Linked DNA regions of Mus musculus: regions 1, 3 and 4 are each linked to region 2. The links are chromatin contacts, called in public ChIA-PET and HiChIP or PLAC-seq maps. All regions are on one chromosome and are shown on one strand. The core of a region is the stretch at or near the end of the contact, and the rest is flanking DNA. Distances in the headings are between cores, read along the strand shown. Region 1 holds the start of Ifi214 (interferon activated gene 214). Region 2 holds the start of Ifi208 (interferon activated gene 208). Region 3 has its middle 19 kb from the start of Ifi206. Region 4 overlaps Aim2 (absent in melanoma 2).

Evidence for each region. ChIA-PET counts read pairs in DNA pulled down with a chosen protein or histone mark. HiChIP or PLAC-seq counts read pairs in DNA pulled down with a chosen protein or histone mark.
Region 1: an RNA polymerase II ChIA-PET map of memory CD8 T cells shows a contact between it and region 2, with 218 read pairs. The contact joins the promoter of Ifi214 here to the promoter of Ifi208 in region 2. A contact is called at or near these places in 1 of 39 promoter capture datasets (macrophages), 1 of 15 datasets of contacts at CTCF or cohesin (large pre-B cells), 4 of 115 datasets of contacts at active chromatin or transcription factors (CD8 T cells, effector CD8 T cells, large pre-B cells and 1 more) and 4 of 9 other capture datasets (adipose tissue, liver, macrophages and 1 more).
Region 3: a BATF HiChIP or PLAC-seq map of CD8 T cells shows a contact between it and region 2, with 12 read pairs. The contact joins the enhancer-like site here to the promoter of Ifi208 in region 2. A contact is called at or near these places in 12 of 484 Hi-C or Micro-C datasets (the STO cell line, cardiomyocytes, embryonic stem cells and 9 more), 3 of 115 datasets of contacts at active chromatin or transcription factors (CD8 T cells and regulatory T cells) and 2 of 9 other capture datasets (adipose tissue and liver).
Region 4: a contact with region 2 is called in a BATF HiChIP or PLAC-seq map of CD8 T cells, with 7 read pairs. The contact joins the enhancer-like site here to the promoter of Ifi208 in region 2. A contact is called at or near these places in 3 of 15 datasets of contacts at CTCF or cohesin (the NIH/3T3 cell line, large pre-B cells and pro-B cells), 1 of 484 Hi-C or Micro-C datasets (CD8 T cells), 4 of 115 datasets of contacts at active chromatin or transcription factors (CD8 T cells, effector CD8 T cells, fibro-adipogenic progenitors and 1 more) and 3 of 9 other capture datasets (adipose tissue, liver and pancreatic islet).

The regions. Positions count from the first base shown.
Region 1 is chr1:173,534,610-173,537,427 of GRCm38.p6, forward strand. Ifi214 (interferon activated gene 214) reads right to left here and starts at 1,348. Exons shown (of 5, transcript NM_001024721.2): 1 at 1,063-1,348.
Region 2 is chr1:173,672,268-173,675,068 of GRCm38.p6, forward strand. It overlaps Ifi208 (interferon activated gene 208), which reads left to right and starts at 1,398. Exons shown (of 7, transcript NM_001162938.2): 1 at 1,398-1,699.
Region 3 is chr1:173,509,348-173,512,047 of GRCm38.p6, forward strand. No RefSeq gene overlaps it. Among named protein-coding and RNA genes, the nearest start is that of Ifi206, 19 kb to the left of the region's middle. Within about 2 kb of position 1,429, at least 17 of the 459 cell types and tissues checked have an H3K27ac peak or open chromatin away from gene starts, as enhancers often do. A contact at or near this core is called in CD8 T cells and regulatory T cells, where this site is marked.
Region 4 is chr1:173,450,586-173,453,285 of GRCm38.p6, forward strand. It overlaps Aim2 (absent in melanoma 2), which reads left to right. Exons shown (of 9, transcript NM_001013779.2): 3 at 2,243-2,363. Among named protein-coding and RNA genes, the nearest start is that of Aim2, 31 kb to the left of the region's middle. Within about 2 kb of position 1,301, at least 44 of the 459 cell types and tissues checked have an H3K27ac peak or open chromatin away from gene starts, as enhancers often do. A contact at or near this core is called in CD8 T cells and effector CD8 T cells, where this site is marked.

The sequences.
Region 1 (2,818 bases), core at 98-2,597, 140 kb before region 2:
AGTGGGAGGGGTGGTTCTTGGTCCTGTGAAGGCCCAATGCCCCAGTGTTGGGGAATGGCAGGGCAGGCAGGCAGGAGTGGATGGGTGTGTGAGGGAGTACCCTCATAGAGGCAGAGGAAGAGGGGATGAGATAGTAGGTTTGAAGAGGGGAAACTGGGAAGGTGGATAACATTTGAAATGTAATAAAATAAAATAAAAATAAAAATAAATAAAAAAGAAGTACATCTCTTGATTGTTAAAAATAAGTAAAATCTTTTGCAGTGATTTAGAAAGTTTAGCTACAATAATTAATAAACTTAGCGAGCCTGGTCTAATGTTCACAGAACTTTGAAATCAATTAAGAGCTTCTATCCAAGTCCTCTGCTGTGGTACACGTATTCTTCAAACTGTTCTATAAATGGGCAAGATACATGTGTTCTAATTAACTTTCCATCACTCTATTACACTTCACCATTAGAGAACCAAAAGGAAAACAAAATGGCCAAAAACAACTTTCGTGATGGTAGAAATTACCAATAATGGAAATACCACCTTTAGAAAGGTGTGAAGAAGAGAACAAACAGAATGTGTTTGGGAAATGGTTAAACCATTGTGTGTTTATATATTATGATCCTGAGAAACTTCCTAGTGATAGGATACTAGAAAATTCATTTCATGTCCAGAGGCAGTTTTTATTCACAATAATTTTTCATGTCACTATCTTGGCTTTTTCCCACTCACCCACAGATCCCAGATAACCATGAACTCCCTATCCGAGCTAATTATAGCCTTCACATTATCCACTTATTCAGATTTATACTTAGAAAGTTCATTAAACAATCTAAAATATGCAAAATGTTTTATTCTTAGCTCATTCCTCTGTGGTGGAGGACTAAAGATGTCTGCCATCTTTTTGAGTGACTGACCCTAATCCGGCTGCTGTGGGCTCACTGCTGAGTGCAGCAGGCACCAGATCAGCACTGCCTCCTCCACAAGAACCAGCAAAGGTCTTTTCACTGTCCTTGTTGTTTTTACAGATGTAGCCAATATCTACCATATCTACAGAAAACAGGTAGAACTCACCTTGCTGGATGTTTCTCTAAGGATGTAAAGCTGAGATCTTCTACAGGGCAGGACTAGAGGCTTCTCCACTCCTCTTCCTCCTCTTCTCTTTTGTCCTTCTTCTTCTTAAAGTTTGTTGGGGACTGGGAGGAGTTGGTGTGTGTGTGTGTGTGTGTGTGTGTGTGTGTGTGTGTGTGTGTGTGTGTGAAGAAGATAAACCAATAAATCTCTTGGGAACTGGAAAATGTAATCTACAGAAATTCTCAGGTTAGACTCACTCCATGGACTGAGGCTTGCTGAATGTCTCAGCTGGGTGTTGTTTTGTGGGCAGAAGAGCTAAGAAATAGCAAGTTCTCCTCCCAGCAGAGTGCATCGCTTTCGATTTCCTCAGAGACTGAAACTCGACAGTTTTTTCCTGTATACCTTTTAGTCACCATAAGAAAGTCAGAGACAGTTACACTCCATTGATATGTTTTGCTTTTCTTACAAATCTTACAGGTACAAGAACCAAATATAAAAGCTCTGTATCCAACAAACTCACAAGGGAGTCACCAGGAATGTGCTCTCTTTTAAATAAAGATGAATCCCCAAAAGGCAAAGCTAAGTCACCAGGTCTCTTTCTTTCCTGCTCAGGATGCAGATGGCAGCAGGAGAAATTGGCAATTGCTAGCTGCTCTTGAATGAATTTCAAAAAAGAAAAAATAATCTGAGATGAAATTGCTTTTGGTTTAAACACTTCACTCCTTTGTTAGTTCCCTGGACTTTCCAGAGTACCAATGTTGTTAGAAACATAGGACTCCAACCTCACGTAAGCAGAAAGGATTTTGGCTTTAGCTTTCCTCTTTTCTGTTACTACTACTACTACTACTACTACTACTACTACTACTACTACTACTACTATTGTTAATTTATTTACTTTTAAAGACAGAGTCTCACTGTGTAGTCTTGGCTGGCCAGGAACTCTCTCTGTAGACCAGGCTCAGTTTAGGTTTAAATCTTTTACCCGGCTTTGGAAAGTAGTATTCTTTAACTGGTGATTGCCTTAGTTAAGAACTTTTAAAAACATGCCATCCTTTCATGTTTCCATCATTGGGAATTGCATTACCTTGAAGTATTTCTGAAACAATGTAGATGACTAGAAACTATGGATTTGCTGACTAGGTGCCATTTTCACTAGTTTCTTAGACTACATAAAATACTAATTAATCTCAAAAAGGAGAGAAGGGGAAGGAAAGCCAGAGAAGCTTTTCTTGGGAGAGCTAAGCCACTGGACCTGTGCTGTGTCTCCACCATTGATTCTGATTGCAGTCCTTTATTCATGGTGGATGGAGGTTGGAAAATACCATCTTTATCTTTCTTTTGTTTGGCCAATGTAGTTTTTCCTTTTCCTTTCTTCATCTTTTGAACTGATGTAGTAAAGAAAGGCCAGGGGAAGTTGATCCTACTGTTTCCGCTCAGTTCCTGCTTATGTCTCAGTGGATTTGCCTATCCCTGCTGCAGAAGCCCAACATAGCCACAAGGTAGCCAAAGGTACCAAGCTGGGACAAGCACTGTGGACAGTCTTTGTATGGATCATTCCAAATTACAGCATCAGAGAAAGAAATTATGGTTTAATTTGTGATGTGGCAAAGTGGTGATGTTACACTTTGACTTCTTATCTCTATTGCTGTTATTTGGTAGTCGATGCAGGGTCTGACTATGGAGCCCAGGCCAGTCTCAAAATTCAGCTCTCCACTATGCCTAATTTTATCATGTTTTCTTTATTACCAATTGACTT
Region 2 (2,801 bases), core at 148-2,647:
AAAGGTGTCCTTTGCTTTACAACCCTGCCAGTTTCATGAGGTCCTATTTATCAATTCTTGATCTTAGAGCATGAATCATTGGAGTTCTGTTTAGGAAATATCCCCCTGTGCCAAAGAGTTCAAGGCTCTTTCCCATTATCTCTTCTATTAGATTCAGTGTATCTGATTTTATGTTGAGGTCCTTGATCTAATTAGACTTGAGCTTTGTGCAAGGTGATAAATATGGGTCAATTTTCATTCTACATACACACAGCCAGTTAGACTAACACGCGTTTTTGAAATGCTTTCTTTTTTTCCATTGTATAATTTTGGCTTGTCAAGATCAAGTGATGGGAAGCGTGTGGTTTTATTTCTGGGTTGTCATTTTTATTCCATTGATCAACATGTCTGTCTCTGTACCAATAACATGCAGGTTGAATCACTATTGCTCTGTAGGAAAGCTTGACGACAGGGATAGTGATTCCCCCAACTGTTCTACTATCAAAGGCAGAGACATCTGGAAGTTGCCCAAGACTAGCAGTTGGAAAGAAATTTAACTCCCATTGTTTTCATCCAGGTGACTGGTTACCTAGCTATGGCATTATCCTCTTTTTTAGACCAGTTGGTAGGCTTGCATACCATTATCTGCTGCTTGATGCCATTTGTTCCATGTTTCAGGATCACAACAAATGTTAATCCTTGAATTCTCCATCCCAGAAAAATGCAGCAGGACAAGCATTATATCAGCCCATAATCTCAATCAAAACTCGAGGTTTCCCACTGTCTCCCAGGCCCCAGGTTTCCCTGTGCTTACCAGTGAATAATGTAGAAACACTGAGGAAACATTAACTTCACCATTGAAGGAGGACAGCTTAGTTCTATAATCAGGAGGGAGGTGGATAATGCCAAATGCCTTTCTATTTATTTGAGGTTGCAGCTTGGAGTTGTGTGTTTGTAACATTATGCTCTGGCAAGTCTAGGTCTTGGGAGCTACTAATGGATGCATAGATGCTACAGGAATGACTTAAACCAGGAGCTGTTTCATCTCAGATTTTCCTTGAAACCCATTCACATGCAGCTGGCAACTGACACAGCAAAGATCTCCTGATACTGACTCTGTCCTGAGCAGAAAAGAAAGAAGAGGCTGGGTGACTTGGCTTTTTTGGTCTAAGTTTTCACCTTCATTCAAAGGAATGAAGGTTCCTAGGGATCCTTTTGCAAGCCTGTAGGACATGAGGATTATAAATCTAAATCTTGTACCTATGAAGATTTGCAAGAAACATCCTGAGTGTAACTAGCTCTCTTTGACTTTTTTGGTAATTGTTTACAGGAAGGAAACTCTTGAGTTTCCGTCTCTGAGGAAATCGAAAGCTATGAACCTTGTCCACTCCCCACAAAGTAGCACAGGATGAGAAACCAGTTCCCCTCAGTCTGAGCAGCTGTGCAGTGACTCTACCCAGTGTCAGCTTTCCATCTCTCTCTGAAAACACTTCATTGTCTCAGAATTTCAGGAGATTACAAAATCCTCTGGATCACCTTCTGAGAGATTTACTATTTGCTCTTCACACACACACTCACACACAGACACAGACACACACAGACACACACACATACACAGACACAGACACAGACACACACTCACTCACTCACTCACTTGCTCACTCACTCACTGCTTCCTGCCCTGCAAAGGCTGGATACCACTGAAGAATTTTCTGAAGAGGTGAGTCCTCCCCGTGCTTTCTCTATGAATGCACAAGACTACAGGTGAAATCCCTGTTGATCTTTAGGTTGAGAGAGAAGGAAGCCAAGCTGGTGGCTGCTACACTGAGCAGTGAATCTGCAGTATCTGAATTCAGGTCCTTGGCTCATAATGATGCTAGGCATCCTGATTCCTCCACCAGTAAGACTGACTGGAAAACAGGCATATTTCAGATTATAAAATATACTCTTTAGAGGTAAGCCAGGGTAAGTGAATAATAAGAAATAGATAGCTTTAGTTTTCTTGGCTGGAGAGTGCTTGGAACCTGGTGGTTGTAGTGAATGGCTGGGCAAAGGATGTGTTTGTGACAGGAAAAATTGTCATGAGGTAATAATACCCAGTGAAAAATGCATCTAGCTCTCAGGCTGCATTATCTAGTATTGCAACCATACATAGTCTGGGCACCAATGGGCATATGTGGTCAAAGGTGTCCCAGATTCACAGTGATTGCAAACCTGGGGTTTTATTGACTCAAGAAGCACATTACATGGTATTCATTCACTTCTACTTTAAGTGGATATGATGATATTGTAGACATTGTTAGTCTCTATCATCCTGGAAGTTAATTGCTTTGGTTTATTTGTCTTTTAGTTTTCTTTGATTTTGTCTTCTGGTGGTAAGATTTAGAAAAGAGTTGGAGGGTTCATCAGAACTAGATGTATACTTCACACTTTTAGACTCTTCTGCAGTCTCTCTGCGCACTATGGTTGATCTATCACTTATTAGGTGTATTAATTATGCTGCCCAGACTTTCTAAGATTTTACAAAGTTACAACCCTGTTCTTTTTTAAATTAAGATAAATAAAACATGCATAAAAATTTGATTCTTAAGTTATTATTAGACTTTCTATTATTAAAACACTTTTCTATTTTTAGGAGGTAAACTATTTTCATTCTTTTGGTTTTCTGAGAAGAATTTTTATTTTTGGTTCTAATTAAGACAATGCTAATATAGAAAAATTGGCTATTAGTTACTATAAAAAAGATTTATTTTATAATTTCCATGAATGCATGTCTTAATGGTAACCTTTAGATGCATGTGTTAAAGAAAATTTGACAAAAG
Region 3 (2,700 bases), core at 179-2,678, 160 kb before region 2:
ATTTTGATTGTGGCAGATCATAAAACAAACTTTCTAAGTGTAAGTATAAATAAACATAATACAAGAAGAGAGTTTTGGTTAGCTTGGCTAAAGAGTGCAAAGGAACCTCTTGGCTGTGCTGATTGACTGGGTAAAACATAAAATAGTGAAACAAAAGAATTATCATGAAACAGTATTTAGTCAAAAGTACATTTGGACATGAAGCTGCATTCTCACTATTACACAGCAGGCGAGGGTGATGGGCATGCGCAGTAGAAAATGTTTCTGATTCAGAAGGACAACTACTCAAACTAACGATCTTTTAATGGTTTCATGAGCACATTTAACAAGTACTATGAGGAAACGTCCATCATCTGGAGATGTCACGGTTTTGGTTTGTTAGTTTGCGTTTTTTATTTTCTTACATTAAGACATGGGGAAGAGATGTAGTTAACGTGAAAAACATTTCTATTCTACAAGCTACCTGTACACTCCTGGAATAGCCCATCCTGTGTATTTGAACAAAGCACTTTAAATGTTGATTTAACACACATTAGAAAAATCTTCTCAAGTTTATCAGTTATATTACTAAACTTTCTAACTCTTTTCAGATATTTTCCTTTTGTCCACTTAGGAACTGAGAGACACCATATAAATGTAACATAAATCAATGTCTGGTTTTTCTTGTGGCTCTTTCAAATTAGTTTATGTGTGCTCTCTTGTATTCAAATGGGATGTACAATGTCTACATACTTGAGTGCGGGTGTGTTCATGTGTACATATATGGGACAAAATATATTTTAGGACACTATTTTTGAATGGTGAATGAACATGAGTTATAAGAAATACAATGTACTATTTTACTGGATAAATCCATAACCCAGAATATTCTCTTTTTATTGAAAGGGCAACTCTATAATTTTGTGATAGTTATTGAAAAACATTTTCTGAGTTCTATTTGAAAGTACATTACATAAATAATCTAGCCTTTCAAAGAATTTTTGTGTAATTTGTTTTTAAATTATTTCACCATTAAAGAATTATTTACACACAACATACAGGTGAATGTGTTTGGAAGTTAATAAAAGTTAAATCTCAGTGGCTGTGTAGCTGCTCCCAGCATAGATTAATAACACTATAATATGTTATGTAATATATAATAACACTATAATATGTTATATATACTATATATAATATGGGGTTCTGTTTTGTTTTGCTTTCTTTCCATTATTGCCCCTTCACCTTATGGTATTTTCTTCTTACATTTAACAGTAAATAAATTAGGACTTATGCCCTCCTTTCTCTGTCTGTCAACCATGTTGATATCCTTCCAGTTTCCCCTTTCTTTGGCCAGGGCTTTAGTTTTGAAGCAGAGGCACAGTGAAGCAGGCTTGTTTTTCATTCTGCTCAGCCTTGGTTTCAAGTATTTCTCAGTTTTACTCACTGTTTCCTTCCTACACTTTCAGTGGCTGTTTTTATGTGGGTTTTACCATTATAACTACTAAGACTAAAGCATCCACAATTTGGTCATCCTTTTTCTTGAGCTTCGGTATTACTCCGAAGGGGGAACAAAATAATCATGGGAGGTAGAGGGTAGAAGTGACCTGGGAGGGAGAAAGGAGAAGGAGGAAAAGGATCATGTGTGGGAGGAGACAGAGAGGGCAGGAGAAGTACAGAGGGTCAGAAATTGAATGGAGGTGTGTACCAGTGGAGGATGGGGAAACAAGGGTAGCCACTAGAAAGTCCCAGATGCCATGGAAGCAAGGGGTTCCCAGGACCCAAGAAGGATGACATTAGCCAAAATAGCCAACAAAGGGGAGATAGAACCTGTAGAAACCATATCCAGTGGTTAGGCACAGCACTCGGTTGAAAGATTGGATCACCCACCCATATCAAAAATATTAACCCAGAATTGCTCCTGTCTAATGGAAATTCAGGGACGAAGAGTGGAGCATAGGCTGAAGGAAAGACCATGCATAGGCGGCCCCACCTGGGGATCCGTCTCATCTACAGACACCAAAACCAGATAATATTGGGGATGCCAAGCGAGCTTGCTGACAGGATCCTGGTATAGCTGTCCTCTGAGAGGCTCTGCCATAGTCTGACCAAAACAGATGTGGATGCTTAGATTCTCTCAGCCAACCACCAGACTGAGAATGGGGATCCCAATGGAGGAGTTAGTGGAAGGACTGAAAGATATGAAGGGGTTTGCAATTCCATAGGAAGAAAACAAAATCAACCAACCAGACACCCCAGAGCTCCCAGGTGACCCATCCAGCAGGTCCAGTTATTCGAGGTTCTCAGGGGACCTTCTCCTAAGAACCAAATCAGAGGTAGAGAGAGACGAGGGTCTTGTGCGAATAATGACACAGAACCGTTCTGAATTGCATCAAAGCCCCAATGTATTAGTCAGGCCCAAGGTTTAAATGCACAAGCAAAAGGGGAAGTGCCTTTCAGCAGGAAGGATGGGGCAGTAGAATTGCACAAGCAAAAGGGGAAGTACTTCTCAGCAGGAGGGATGGAGCAATAGAATTGCACATTCTTTAGGCAGTTACAGGGGGAAGCAGGAACTTGGAGGTATCAGAGTATCTTGAGGTCAGGACATCTGGAGCTGACTTAGGGCTGGAACAATCTGTGGTTGTTCTAGGAGCGGTGTGTCGGTGGCCCGCTTTTGACCCCCTTTTCTTCTCGGGGGGGGGGGGGGAGAGGCCCAATTCAGAG
Region 4 (2,700 bases), core at 51-2,550, 220 kb before region 2:
GTTCACCTTTTCCCCATTTTACACTTGAGGATATGGACACTTTATAAGGTTGTAATTTACCAGATGTCACACAGCCAATAAATGGCAGAGCCAGGAGTTGAGTCTGTGTCTGTCTAGCTGTCTAGCTGTCAGCCGTAGGCAGCAAGTGAACACGGTTGGAGATCCTTGAAGAATTGAGAAATCTTGGCATGAGGAAGGTGGGCGTCTGTCCCTAACAGCAGATGTCAGATGCAGGAAATGGAGAGTGGCTTTCCTTTGTTTCAGAAGGTGTACTCCAGAGGAGTCATCCTCAGGCTCACTCCCAGGAGCAATTTTCCTTTTGTTCTTCTATACCACAGCTCGCCCCCTTCTAGAACATTCTCATCAGCATGAAGCAAGACTGATTCCTCTCATGTTAGAAAAGAGATCAAGTGAGCAATTATAAGTCACTTTCTCCATTTCCTATCCCACCTCCTACCCTGTCTTTTATCACATTTCTCTGGCCCTTTTACAGCAAGACTTGTGTTGAACTTCCATCCCACTTCCTTGTCGCTCTTCTTGCTACCCGTAACCCCACATGGCTAACCCCATGACACATCTGTAGCCTTCACCTTAGGTAGCTTTATAGCAAAACAAACAAGAGACACAGTTGATTCTTAAAAAAAAAAAAAACTTTAAGAGTGATCTTTTCTTAGCTTCTGAAACATGTGTTCTCCTTTGCTACAATCCCTCAACACCCACTTCCCATGGATGCTAGGTCTGCTATTGGCAGTGGCCAGTGAGTTAGCTTTGAATTCTTGTTTCTCTTTCTGAATTTCATGGTGAGTGCACCCAGGTCTATGCCATCCCAGTAGACAAACAGGCCCAAATATGACATCCCAGTAGGGTATAAGTCCCTGCTTGGTGGTAAGTCATGTCAAATGATCTTGATAATTTGTGCTTGATGATCTGTCTGATAACACTAACCTGAAGAGAGCTGATACCCAAATCTAGGGTCCACCAAGGGCGACACTAACCTGTGTCACACCTGGGACTCACAGGCAGAGAAAATATGTGGTCAGAGTAGGGTGTGTGTCCCTTTCTCACTGCCAGGCTGGTAACGATCTAAGCAAGCTTGAGACAGTCCCACTGGCATGTAGGCAATTGCTTAGTTCTAGTGTATGTCGGGAGGGAGGTTTCATCTATGAGATGTGGCCTGGGTCTAAAAGGCGTTACTTTCTGTTTCTTGCTACTTCCCACTGCAGTGAGCAGAATTCTGGGCTAGATTTGGGCCATGTTGCCTGTGGGTGGAGACCTTTCTGCTCATCCTTCTGTCTGACCCAGATCCAAGGAGAAGAGATAGAGGAAGTGAGCATGCAGACTGACTTACACAATTCCAGTTGCTCAGTCTAGCCTGGGGGAAGGGGTTATAGAATTCTTCCAAGCAGTGATACTTCGCTATGATAGCCTCGTACTGAGTTTAAAGACTAAGGCCTGGGATGAATTCCTTCTCTCTGTCTCTCTCTGCCCCCCACCCCCCTTTGTGAATGTGGAGGAGTGTCAACATGGACAAATCTCTCCCTCCCATTTCTTCATTGTGTCTTGTCTTACTATCAAATGCAACCAAGACAGGATGGTCTCTCACATGGCTTCTTTAGGTGTTAGGAGGGTGGGTTGGGCTCTGTACAACTAATCAAAATTTGTGTGCCTGTGGGAAGATGGTTGCTAGGGGTTCTTATTTCCTGCCATATTGTTCTGTGACCTTTCAACTGGGCTTCTTAGTCAAACTAAAAGCACCCAGAATCCAGCCCAGAAGACACCTAGAACTGTATTTTTACTTAGAAAAAGTCAATGAATGTTTGTTGAATGCTTGTATTGCAGATGCTATTTTAGGAGCCAGGACTGCAGACATGAACAACAGAGTCCTTGCCCACAAGCCACTTTTATTCCAGCACAGAATGTGAACCAAAAAACTACTGGATTGCTAAGTAGACAAGTAGAGAGGAAAACGAAACAGTTTGTGGTAACAGAGAGGAACAGGGCCAGTTTTAGTTTTATAATACATATGCAGGGAAGTTTGAGTAGAAATCTACAGAGAGGGTGGGTTTAATTTATTCCAACACACAGTGAAGAGAGATAAATGGTTTTGACAAGGGGAAAAGATGGCAATTATTATATCATTATTAATACTTTAAGAGAGTTACGGAATGTGTGTCTTCGAATAACAGCCAATAACGTTAGAATTTTGTTGTTGTTTTGTTTTGTTTTGTTTTTTAATTTAAAGGTATTGTTGCCCATTCTGTGAATAATACAAAGGCAGTGGGAACAAGACAGTACAGAGGACTTGATTCAGGAGACTTGAGGTCTGGCCGCATAGTCATCCTTTAGAAGCTGGGTGGCGTCAGGTAAGTCATTGTGCCTCAAATCCCAAATTGAACCAACAATTACTGCAGAGCTGGTGTTTTCCAGGTATGCCGTAAAGGGCACTTTCACATAGTGTAACAGCCCTCCCTGTTTAGAAAGAGGCCAGCCTATCATATATGTCTTTCTTAACCCTTTCCATCTCTCAGGCTCCCTGTGCGAGCACTTGGCATATGCATTCTGCGAGGCATAGCACTGTACTCTCAGATTGCAGCTGCACCTCTTGCTGGCCCTGAGGATTGGAGTGCATTTCCTTCGCTGATAATCCACCCTCTACCCAGCACCTCACTGTGGCTGTATTTCCTGGTCCTTTCAGTTGAA